2 separate regions of the Sus scrofa genome follow, and region 1 is linked to region 2. The links are chromatin contacts, called in public Hi-C maps. All regions are on one chromosome and are shown on one strand. Each heading gives the region's core, a stretch centred on a gene start, on an enhancer-like site or on the middle of the called end of the contact. The rest is flanking DNA. Distances are from core to core; before and after follow the strand shown.

Region 1 (4,735 bases), core at 1,571-4,070, 42 kb after region 2:
CTGCCGCAGACTGAGCATCTCCAGGACCCTGGGCCTTGACCCCAGCAGCACCCTGTTTCCAGCCCGACCTCTTTCAGTCTGTCCCACCCAAAGCAGCTGGAGCGATGCCTTAAGTCATGTCTCAGATCACGAAGCTCACTGCTTGAAAACCTCCCACAAAATCCAGGCTCTCCACAGTCTCCTCTCTCCCGTCTACCCTCTGCCCTTCTCTCACCCACTTCTGGCTTTCACGCCATTCCTCAAACCCAGCAAGTGCATTCCTGCCTCAGGGCCTTTGCCCTTGCTGCTGCCTCCACCTGGAAGGCGCTTCCCAGATCTGCACACGGCTCACTGTTTTCCTCGCGTGGATCATTTCCACTTACTTCTTATTCTATGAGATCAGGGGTCTGGGAGGCGGGGCTCACTAAAGATCTATGGGACAATTAGCAAAGCCAGGGTTAGGTGTGCACGGCAAAGGGCGGAGTGGGAAGTGCAAAGTGCAAGAAACGAACAAGGAAGGACCTGGAGCAGTTCGGAACTTGAGGGCATCGCTGCCCAAAGGGGCCCTCCTTTTCCCCTCCTCTGCCTAATTCCACCCTAGCCCCAAGGCGGGCATCTGAGCATCCAGGAGGGACCCTCCCTGCAGCAGGTGGAACTCCGCCCTGCCATCTGACAGAGAGAGAAGGCCCGTGGCTGCGGGCACCCTTCATCAGCACCCAAGACACAGTGCCTAGAATCTGAAGGCTCAGAGGGAGGACTGGGGTCCCTGAGACCCAGGCTCCCATCCAGCCTCTACTGCTCACCAGCCCTGCTCCCTGGGCCAAGTCCCTTCACGTTTCAGTGCCTCAGTGTCCCATCTGCAGGGCAAGGAGCCTGGTTCCTGTTTTGCCACCTTTTGCTGCCAATGGTTGTGATAATCAAGCCGAGAATGGCTGTGAACATGCCCTGGACATATATTGTGTCTCCCAGCGGGGACAAACCCTTGGGCTGAGCCGCCCAGACAAGGAGAGAAAGGCTGAAGGGGAGACCCCAAGCCTGAAGACAAGTGGCCCAGAAGAGAGGAGGCAGGGGACATCCTAGAAGCCTGAACTTCAAGAGAGAGAGAGAGAGAGAGAGACACGAGGGGGAGAAATGGGGTGGGGGCGATGCCTAATACCACACTAAGCCCACTCCTACTGTTTAAGGACGTTAGACACTCCTCTAAGCACGTGACCCGTATCATTTCATTTCACTCTCACAACTCCAATGAAGTAGTTACTACAATTTCCATTTTACAGATGAGAACACTGAGGCTCAGGAAGGCGAAGTGACTTACCCCACAGTTACCCAGCTCATAAGCCTGATGGGATTCAGCCCAGGCCTACATGGCCCCAAGGCTGTGTTTTCTCCAGCCCAGGCTGAGCTGCCTGCCCCAACAGTATCTGCCCATGAGGAAAACCAGGCTCGGAGAGGTGACTTACCCAAAGTCACACAGGCAGGAAATGGCAGAATCGGGAGTAGAATCCAGTCTGTCTGCCTCCAGAGCAAATGGTTCCACAACACCAGGCCCAGATCTCACTCCCCAACCCCCTCTAATGATCCTCTAACCTCAACACACACACACACACACACACACACACACACAGGCTCACGGGGCTGGGCTCTGGGACACGCCTCTCCCACCTCTCAGCTCCGATCACCGGCAGAGTGGGGTCCTGGGAGAGCTGCTGCTGCCGGTCCCACCAGGCAGTGAATCACTAAGGGCAAGGCCCATTCTGGAGACATGTGCAACCCACGGGGGAATTAGACCTTAACCCAAAGGAATGTGGCTGTGATGGCGGAATTTCAGGCAGCTGAGGGTGGGGGCGGGGGTCCCTCACATCCTACCACCCAGGAAGACGGCTGGCTGCGGAGCCCCTTGGAGAGAGGTGGGTGCCCCGCCCCCCCCACCGCCCCCCACATCCCAGAGACAGGCAGGCTATCTGGTGCGGTGGAATGGGAAGACCACGTCCGGCCAGGGTCAGAGGGTGGGCCGAGGCCGGGATGCGAACCCTGAACCTCCCCGGACTCGCCGTGTGTTCCCTGGGCAAGGGCCGGCCTTTCTGCAGTTGTTTTCCCATCTGTCAAATGGGACCGCCAGCCTCGTCGTCCTTCGCGGGACAGATCTGCTGAGCTAGGAGCCTCGGAGACGTCAGGGGCCGAGGGAGGTTCAACCCTGGCTCCACGCGCGACGCAGGGGACCGCGATAGGAGGGGCCTGTTGGGGATCAGCGTCTGGGTGGACTTGCCCCAGCTCTGCTCCGCGCCCTGGGCTCCTGAGGGGCGCGGGACCGCGGGTTCCCCGAGGGCCAGCCTCGCCCGCCGGGCGGCTCCTACCTGGCTCAGCGCGGCCGCCGCTCCTCTCCCGGGCAGCCCCGGCACATTTTGCGCGAACCCGCCCGCCCCCCGCCCCCCGGCTCCACCCCGCGCCAGACCCCGGGGTCACGGCCCGAGGAGGTGCACAGCCAGTCCACCGCCCCACGGGAGCCCGACCCGCGAGGGGGCGGCTCGGGCTCCAATTTAAATAGCTCTCCCGCCGACCCGCCCCACCACGCCCCCCCTCGGGCCAGCCGCGGGGTCCTAGCGCCCGCCCGGCGCGCCCCCGTGACTCGGTTTATCCGGACCCCGCCAGCGGGAGAAGCATTTTCCAGAAGCTGAAACCCGGCCGGGGAGGGGGCGGGATCCGAGGGCGGGGAGGGAGAGGGGTCGCTGAGGAAGCGCAGACCGAGAGAGGCCGAGCCCGGCCACCACCGCACGTGCAGGTCGGGGCCCCGCGGGGTCCGGGGGGCGGGTGGCTCTGGGAGCCGCAGGTCCGCAGAGGAAATCCGCCCTGGCCCCGATTTCCCCCGGCCCGGTAGGCGCCGCCGCACTGAGGGGGGAGCACACAGGAGAGGTGCCGGCAGCGCCGAAGGCGGAAGGAAATGACCTTTCACTGGCCCTGGGGTGGCCGCAGAGGGGGTTCCCCACACCGCAGCCACCCCACCCCACCCCGCCCCGGGAGATCCAGGCCCGTCACTTCTCCTCTCTGGATGGTGCTCTAGGGCCTAGACCCGTCCTCCTCCTCCCCGTCTCCCGGTTCTGTGAAAAGGTGTCACCAAAGTCCCCAGAATCCAGATGGAGAAACAGGCCAGGGAGGGGCATGGCGAGGATAAATAAAAACCAGTGCCAGGGTCTGGGGAAACTGAGTCCAGCGAGGTTAAATGGCTTATGCGAAGTCACACGGATTCTAAGAGACAGGGATTTCAACCCAGTCTGTCCCCAAAGCTAAGGCCAGGCCAAAGTGGGGGCCCTTTTCCAGGCACCATCTTTCTCAGGTTGGCTCAGAGCGCTGTGCAAAAGCAGCCCCGGTGGCATCATTCTTTTACACCAGAAGCTGAGGGTCATCTTCCCCAAAGCCACCCCCTCTCCTACAGGCCATGGCCCTACCAAATCTAGCTACCGTGCCCTGCTGGGTGGGGCCCCCTGGTAGGGGTGCCTAGGGGCGGAGGGGCACAGCTGTCCTCCAGTCCTCCAGACCTAGTTCCGAGGGCAGAAGAGAAATTGTCTTCCTCGATGTCTCGCTTCCCTGATGGTCACAGCCCTGAGGGTGGCACAGGTGCCCCACTTTACAGTTGGGAAGTTGGCCACCCAAAGCCTTGTGGTAAATCGGGGTGAAGCTGGACTTAGAAACTGAGGTCCCTGAACTCTAGATGGCAGCTGCCTTTCGTTGTCGCCCCCCGCCCCAATCTGGCTTAATGTGGAGGACAAGCCTGGGAAGATGGGCACAGCCCAGAGCAGGGCATCTGTGATAGCTGGGAGGGGCCTGAGCTGCAATGAGGGCCAGGGTAGGAAAGGTTGCAGGACCTGGGAAGGGTGCACCCCCCCAACCCACAGGTTCTAGATCTAGAACTTCAGATCTAGGCTGAGGGAGGGCCCCTCTGGCCTTTGCAACCCTCTCTCTGGGCTTTAGTGCTCATCTGGTCAAAGGAAACCTCAGTTTCCCCATCTGTAAAGTGGGTAAGATGGTAGCTTCTTCCCTGGTACTAAGAATAGTCCCAGAACTAAGAATAACGGACCTCTCGCTGTCTTTATTGCAGCGAGATTCCTCTGCCACACCCTGGAGGCTTCCTTTTCCAGATCCTTGTCCAAGGGAAGCACTTCGTGGTAGTCCTGCAGCGCGGGCAGAGCATGGCTGAGTTGGAGTCGACAATTCCCGGCCTCTCGGGACCAACCCACCCCCTGCCCCCCAGCCCATCAGCGCCACCTCACTCTCTTCTGAGCTGCTGCCAAGCAGAAACCGCTGGGCTGGTGCAGAGCTTTGGCTGGGGTAGGGCGGGGCAGGGGCTCTGGCGGGCTGGGGGTTGGGGGAGCAACCGCCTCCCCGCACCGCCCCCCCCAGCCTGTGGTTGTGGTTAGTCAGTTCACAGAGGTCCACCTCACTCAGTGCCTGGATGGGGCACCCCAAGAGTTGGAGACAGATGGGCAACCAAGCGTACCTACCCGCTGCAGATGCCTCTTGGGACTGGGGGCTGAAAGCGGGAACCCCACGTGCTCAGCGCCCCTTCCTTCATCTCTTCGCTTCTTCAGCAGTCAGGTTGCTGTGTGACTTTCAGCAGGTTGCTTGATCTTTCTGACCTCGGTTTGCAGATCTGCAACGTGAAACTCATAATAGTACCTGCTTCCCAGCTTGCTGGGGAGGCGAAATGCAGCAGCGAGCATAATAAATACCTCGTCCGGGGCCTGGCCTGTGGTCCTTGCTC
Region 2 (4,779 bases), core at 621-3,120:
TTGTGTGTGCACATACCTGCAATCATATGCACTCATACCTACCACAGGTCGCACAAATTCACCAGGGCACACACATTTGTAGGTCTACACACACACACGTGTTCACACGCAGGCACACATAAAACAGTCAATCCCACAGGCACCCGTAGGTACGTATCACCCCCACCCATACATCTGTAGTAAGAGGCACCTATAGGAAGTTCCCTGGTGGGGCCATGGGTTAAGTATCCAGTGTTGCCGTAGCTGTGATTCAGGCCACAGCTCCAGGGAGGGTTCGATCCCTGGCCCGGGAACTTGACATGCCCTGGATATGGCCCCAAAAAAATTAACAAAAAAAAGATACACTACAGAGTATATACACACACACCCCTTACCCAAACACACACGCACATCTCCTACACTCGTGTGGATTAACATAAATAAGCAAACATGTATTTATGCAAAAAACACAAATATGCACAAACAGAAGCCAGTTAACACACACCCAGTCATCATACCCTTCCATGGATAAACAGGTGCCTGGATGCAATGCACTTTCATTGTGAGAGTCCGTGTATAAAGTGCATTCACACAAACCTGGGGGTGCATATACATTTCATTGACACATATTCATGCCAATAACAGTAAACGCAGATACATGAGCATCTGTATACACAGAACAAAGCCACACGGCACAGCCATCCACACGTGCATGTGCAAACACACACACACTCTTGCGTGCACACACGCACACTCACCAGCCGTGTGCACCCTGCCTTTTCTGGCTCCCTTGTTGCTGAGCGACTCTGCAAAGGTGCAGAGATACGCGTACCCAGTTCCACTTCATCTGAAAACCCCCAGCCCCTGGGTGTGTGGGAGGGTGAACCAGACGCCCTCCCTGCAGGGGGCACAGTGGAAAGTATGACCCAAATTGACTTTTGCAAAGAGCAGATGTGAGAGTGTTTTCCACCCCGTTACCTCACTGCGTCGGGGGTGACCAGAGCCCCATGGCAAATCCCATGAGACCCTCAGCCCTCCAGGATGTTTGGGTCCAGCACCAGAAGCCACATCTTTAGTTAACTCGGCAATTCACGCACTGACAGCGCCCCTACTGTGTGCCAGGTCCTGGGCCAGGGATTGGGGGCAGAGAACAGCTGGACCTGAGCCCTGCCCGCGGGGCTCACCGTCCCCAGAGGTGGGGTGATGCGTGGGGTCAGGGCGAGGCTCAAGGTCAAGTCTCTTAAAATGGATTCATGACCAGTTTGCCAAGAGATCTGTCTTTCAAATGACTCATTTGCTGAACAGACCACTTTATCAATCGGCTATTAATTTCAGGGCCTTTTTCAGTTCCAAAGTATACAGCAATTTTATTGGATGGATTGGAATTTGTCTTCAACTTGTCTTCTTGATAGTATTTTAAAGAATGTTCTGATGGTCAAAAGTATAGAGGTGAGGGTGGCGTAGTCTTATTATTTGTAGCTGGAGAAGGACTTTCTGGGGACATCCCCCCGGGAGACCTGTGGCCCGACAGGCTCTCTGGGACTACCTGACCCCCCCAGGTGCCCTGTGCCCGCTACCTGGGTTCTGCTGTGATTTGCCCTGTGATCTTGGCCATGTCCCTTCCGCTCTTGGGGTCTCAGCCTCCTCACGGGGAAAGAGCTCACTATTAGGGTCCTGCTGACATTTAATGAGAGCTGGGTGCTTCCTGTGACCGGGCGCTGGAGAGGGTGCTGGCTCTGTTGGGGGTGGCCCAGCCCTGCTTGGGAGTCAAAGCTGTAACAGGCCACACTCACCCATGTGAAGCGGAGGCCTCTGTCTGAAGTGTGACGTTTCTGGGTCTTGTCCCCAGCGCCAGGCTGAGCGCTCGGGTAGGAAGGGAGAGCACGGGGCTGCAGAGGGTGGGGCCCGATGAACTTTCCTTTCCTGGTAACTCGCTTGCTAACCTCATTTCCTTTTTCTGAAGGGAAATGCCATTGACATCACGCGACTGGATTTTCAGCAAGACCGGAGGGGCACTCGTGATCTCCTTGCGGGCAAGAAGGATGCACCCATGGGCTCGGGGCAAGTCTGCCCAGGGTGGATTTGGGCAACTCCTGGCCTGAGGCGCCTACCCCTTGCTTCAGAGATGGGGACCCCCGAGCCAGAAAGGGGCAGAGACGGGCCTTGGGGTCCACAGCCAGATAGCAGGGCTGGGGCCAGAACCCAGTCCCCGGCCTCCTAGCCAGGCTCTAGATAGGGGTACCTAACCTGCTCCCCCCACCACCCCATTTTAATAACAGCGTGAACATCCATCAAGCCGCCCAAGCTGGAAGCTGCTCGAGCAGCTCCCACGGCAGCCCCCGCCAGCTCCTCCAATCTGTCCCCAGGTGGCCCCAGCTCAGGGCACCTCGGCTCTCCCCAGGAGCCCCGCCCAGCCTCTGCTCAGGTCTCCCCACACCCACTTGGCCCCTTCCTCCAATGGGCCAGTCGCTTGAGTGACATGGCTAAAAGGGGCCCTGATATCAAGCCCCTCTCTGGGGCTTCCTGGCCGGGCCCTCAAGGCCTCTGTGCTTCTCCCCAGCACCAGGGAGGGTTCGATCCCTGGCCGGGAACTTCTGCTCAGCCTCTCCTGCAGGGCCCATTCCTTGCCACCCCCAGGTTGTGGAACCTTCTCGCACGTGCACGTGCTGTCCCTCCACAGGCACGTTCCTGCTTGTTCGCTCAAGGGAGGAGCAGCTCTCTGGGATGGGCCCCCACTTGTCTCGGAGGCAGCCCGTCCATTCCTTGAAGGTTAAGTCCCTGTCCCACCTCCTTCAGAGCAGCAAGGACAATTTATGGTGGAAAATTTCAAGCATACACAAAAATAGAAGAGGACAAATATCCTTTTTTTTTTTCCTTCTTTTTTAAGGACCTCGCTGGTGGCATATGGAAGTTCCCAGGCTGGGGGTTGGAGCAGAGCTACAGCTGCGGGAACTCCCCAAATGTCCTCGGCTCTCCTTTCATTGCTGTCCTCCAACCTCTCCCCCACTGGATTATTTGGAGCTACCCAAAATGTCAAATCATTTTAACCATAAATATTCGGTATATATTTCTAAACAATAAAGTCATAACCAGAATACCATGATCGAATTTATATTTTCAGGGTTTTATTGTCATCATATATCCAGTCTTATTTAAATTTTCCCAATTATCTCATAAACGGTCTTTTTTTTTTTCTTATTTTTTATGTTTTTGCTTTTTAGGGCCGCACCCGTGGCATATGGAGGTTCCCAGGCTAGGAGGTCAAATCGGAGCCGCAGCTGCCAGCTTACGCCACAACCACAGCCACGCCAGATCTGAGCCGTGTCTGCAACCTACACCACCGCTCATGGCAACGTCAGATCCTTAACCCACTGAGCGAGGCCAGGGATCAAACCTGCATCCTCATGGATGCTACTTCAATTCATGAACCACTGAGCCACGACAGGAATCCATAAATGGTCTTTGAAAATTAGTTTGCTCAAGATCAGGATGCAACGAAGTCCATGCCTTTCACTTGTTTTGGGGACTCTTGTGACTGTTTCAATCTATGGGTTTCTCCTCCTCTTATTTTTTTCTTGCATTTATTTGTGGGATAAACTAGGTTTTATGTGCCCTGTTGTTTTCCACTTTCTGGACTTTTCCTACTGCATCCCCCGTGGTGTCACTTAACGGAGTCTCCGTCCCCTGCCTTTTCTATAATTGGCAGTTAGATCTAAAGACTTAATTAAATTCAGATTTGAAGTGTTGGCAAGAATACGTCATAGAAGGTGTGTGTGTGCAATAGTCACCTTTATCCTCATGACCTAAGTTCCAAGACTCCCTGTGGATGCTTGAAACCTTGGATAGCACTGAACTCTATGTAGACTGTTTTTATCCTTACATACGTACCTAAGATAAAGTTGGTTTTTTTTTTTTTTTTTTCTTTTTAGGGCCACCCTCGCAGCATATGGAAGTTCCCAGGCTAGGGGTCGTATTGGAGCTGCAGCTGCCAGCCTTCGACACAGCCATGGCGACAAGGGATCCAAGCCACAATGGGAACTCCCGATAAAGTTTAATTTACATTTGTCTCATGGCTTTTTGGAAAGCATGATGAGGGAGTTCCCATCGTGGCTGAGCAGTAAGGAACCCGACTAGTATACATAAGGATGTGGGTTCGATCCCTGGCCTTGTCGGTGGCTTAAGGATCTGGCAATGCCATGAGCTGTGGTGTAGGCCGCAGACGAGGCTCGGATCTGGCATTGCCATGGCTGTGGCATAGGCCGGTGGCTACAGCTCTGATTTGACCCCTAGTCTGGGAACTTCAGATGCTGTGGCCCTAAAAAGCAAAAAAATAAGTAAATAAAATAAAACATGATGATGATACAGCTTGACTTAATAAAAGAAAGTCTAATTTCTAAATTAAGCACAGAAAGAGAATGTCTGAACTGCCAACATCACTGTTCTTGTGCTTTGGGGCCATGAGGAAGTAAAATAAGATTACTTGGACACAAGCCCTGGGATACTCACGACAGTCAGTCTGATAACACAGACGGCTGCTAAGCGACAAATGGCCTGGGTGACTCACATGGCGGGCAAAATGGAGAGGGATAACGTGAGATCCATCGGCCTACTTGAACGGTGCACCATTTAACAAACACTCAATTGTTTATTTCCGGAATTTTTCGTTTCATATTTTTGGACCATGGTTGGCCACAGGGAGCTAAAACTGTGGAAAGTGAAGGCAGGTATGGGGGTTGTGTGGGGGGGACTACTACGCTTTCCTCCATAGGCACATAACATTTGTCTCTTTTTGTGCTTTGA

The links. A called contact is a pair of places that touch in the nucleus more often than the background predicts.
Region 1: a contact with region 2 is called in a Hi-C map of retroperitoneal adipose tissue, with 1.5 times the contacts expected there. The contact joins the promoter of LRRC32 here to the enhancer-like site in region 2. A contact is called at or near these places in 1 of 5 promoter capture datasets (liver), 6 of 47 Hi-C or Micro-C datasets (embryonic fibroblasts, heart right ventricle, liver and 2 more) and 1 of 2 datasets of contacts at active chromatin or transcription factors (skeletal muscle).

What each region holds. Positions count from the first base shown.
Region 1 is chr9:10,813,072-10,817,806 of Sscrofa11.1, forward strand. LRRC32 (leucine-rich repeat-containing protein 32) reads right to left here and starts at 2,821. Exons shown (of 3, transcript XM_003129671.4): 1 at 2,334-2,821.
Region 2 is chr9:10,771,596-10,776,374 of Sscrofa11.1, forward strand. No RefSeq gene overlaps it. Among named protein-coding and RNA genes, the nearest start is that of LRRC32, 42 kb to the right of the region's middle. Within about 2 kb of position 1,871, at least 14 of the 83 cell types and tissues checked have an H3K27ac peak or open chromatin away from gene starts, as enhancers often do. A contact at or near this core is called in liver, retroperitoneal adipose tissue and skeletal muscle, where this site is marked.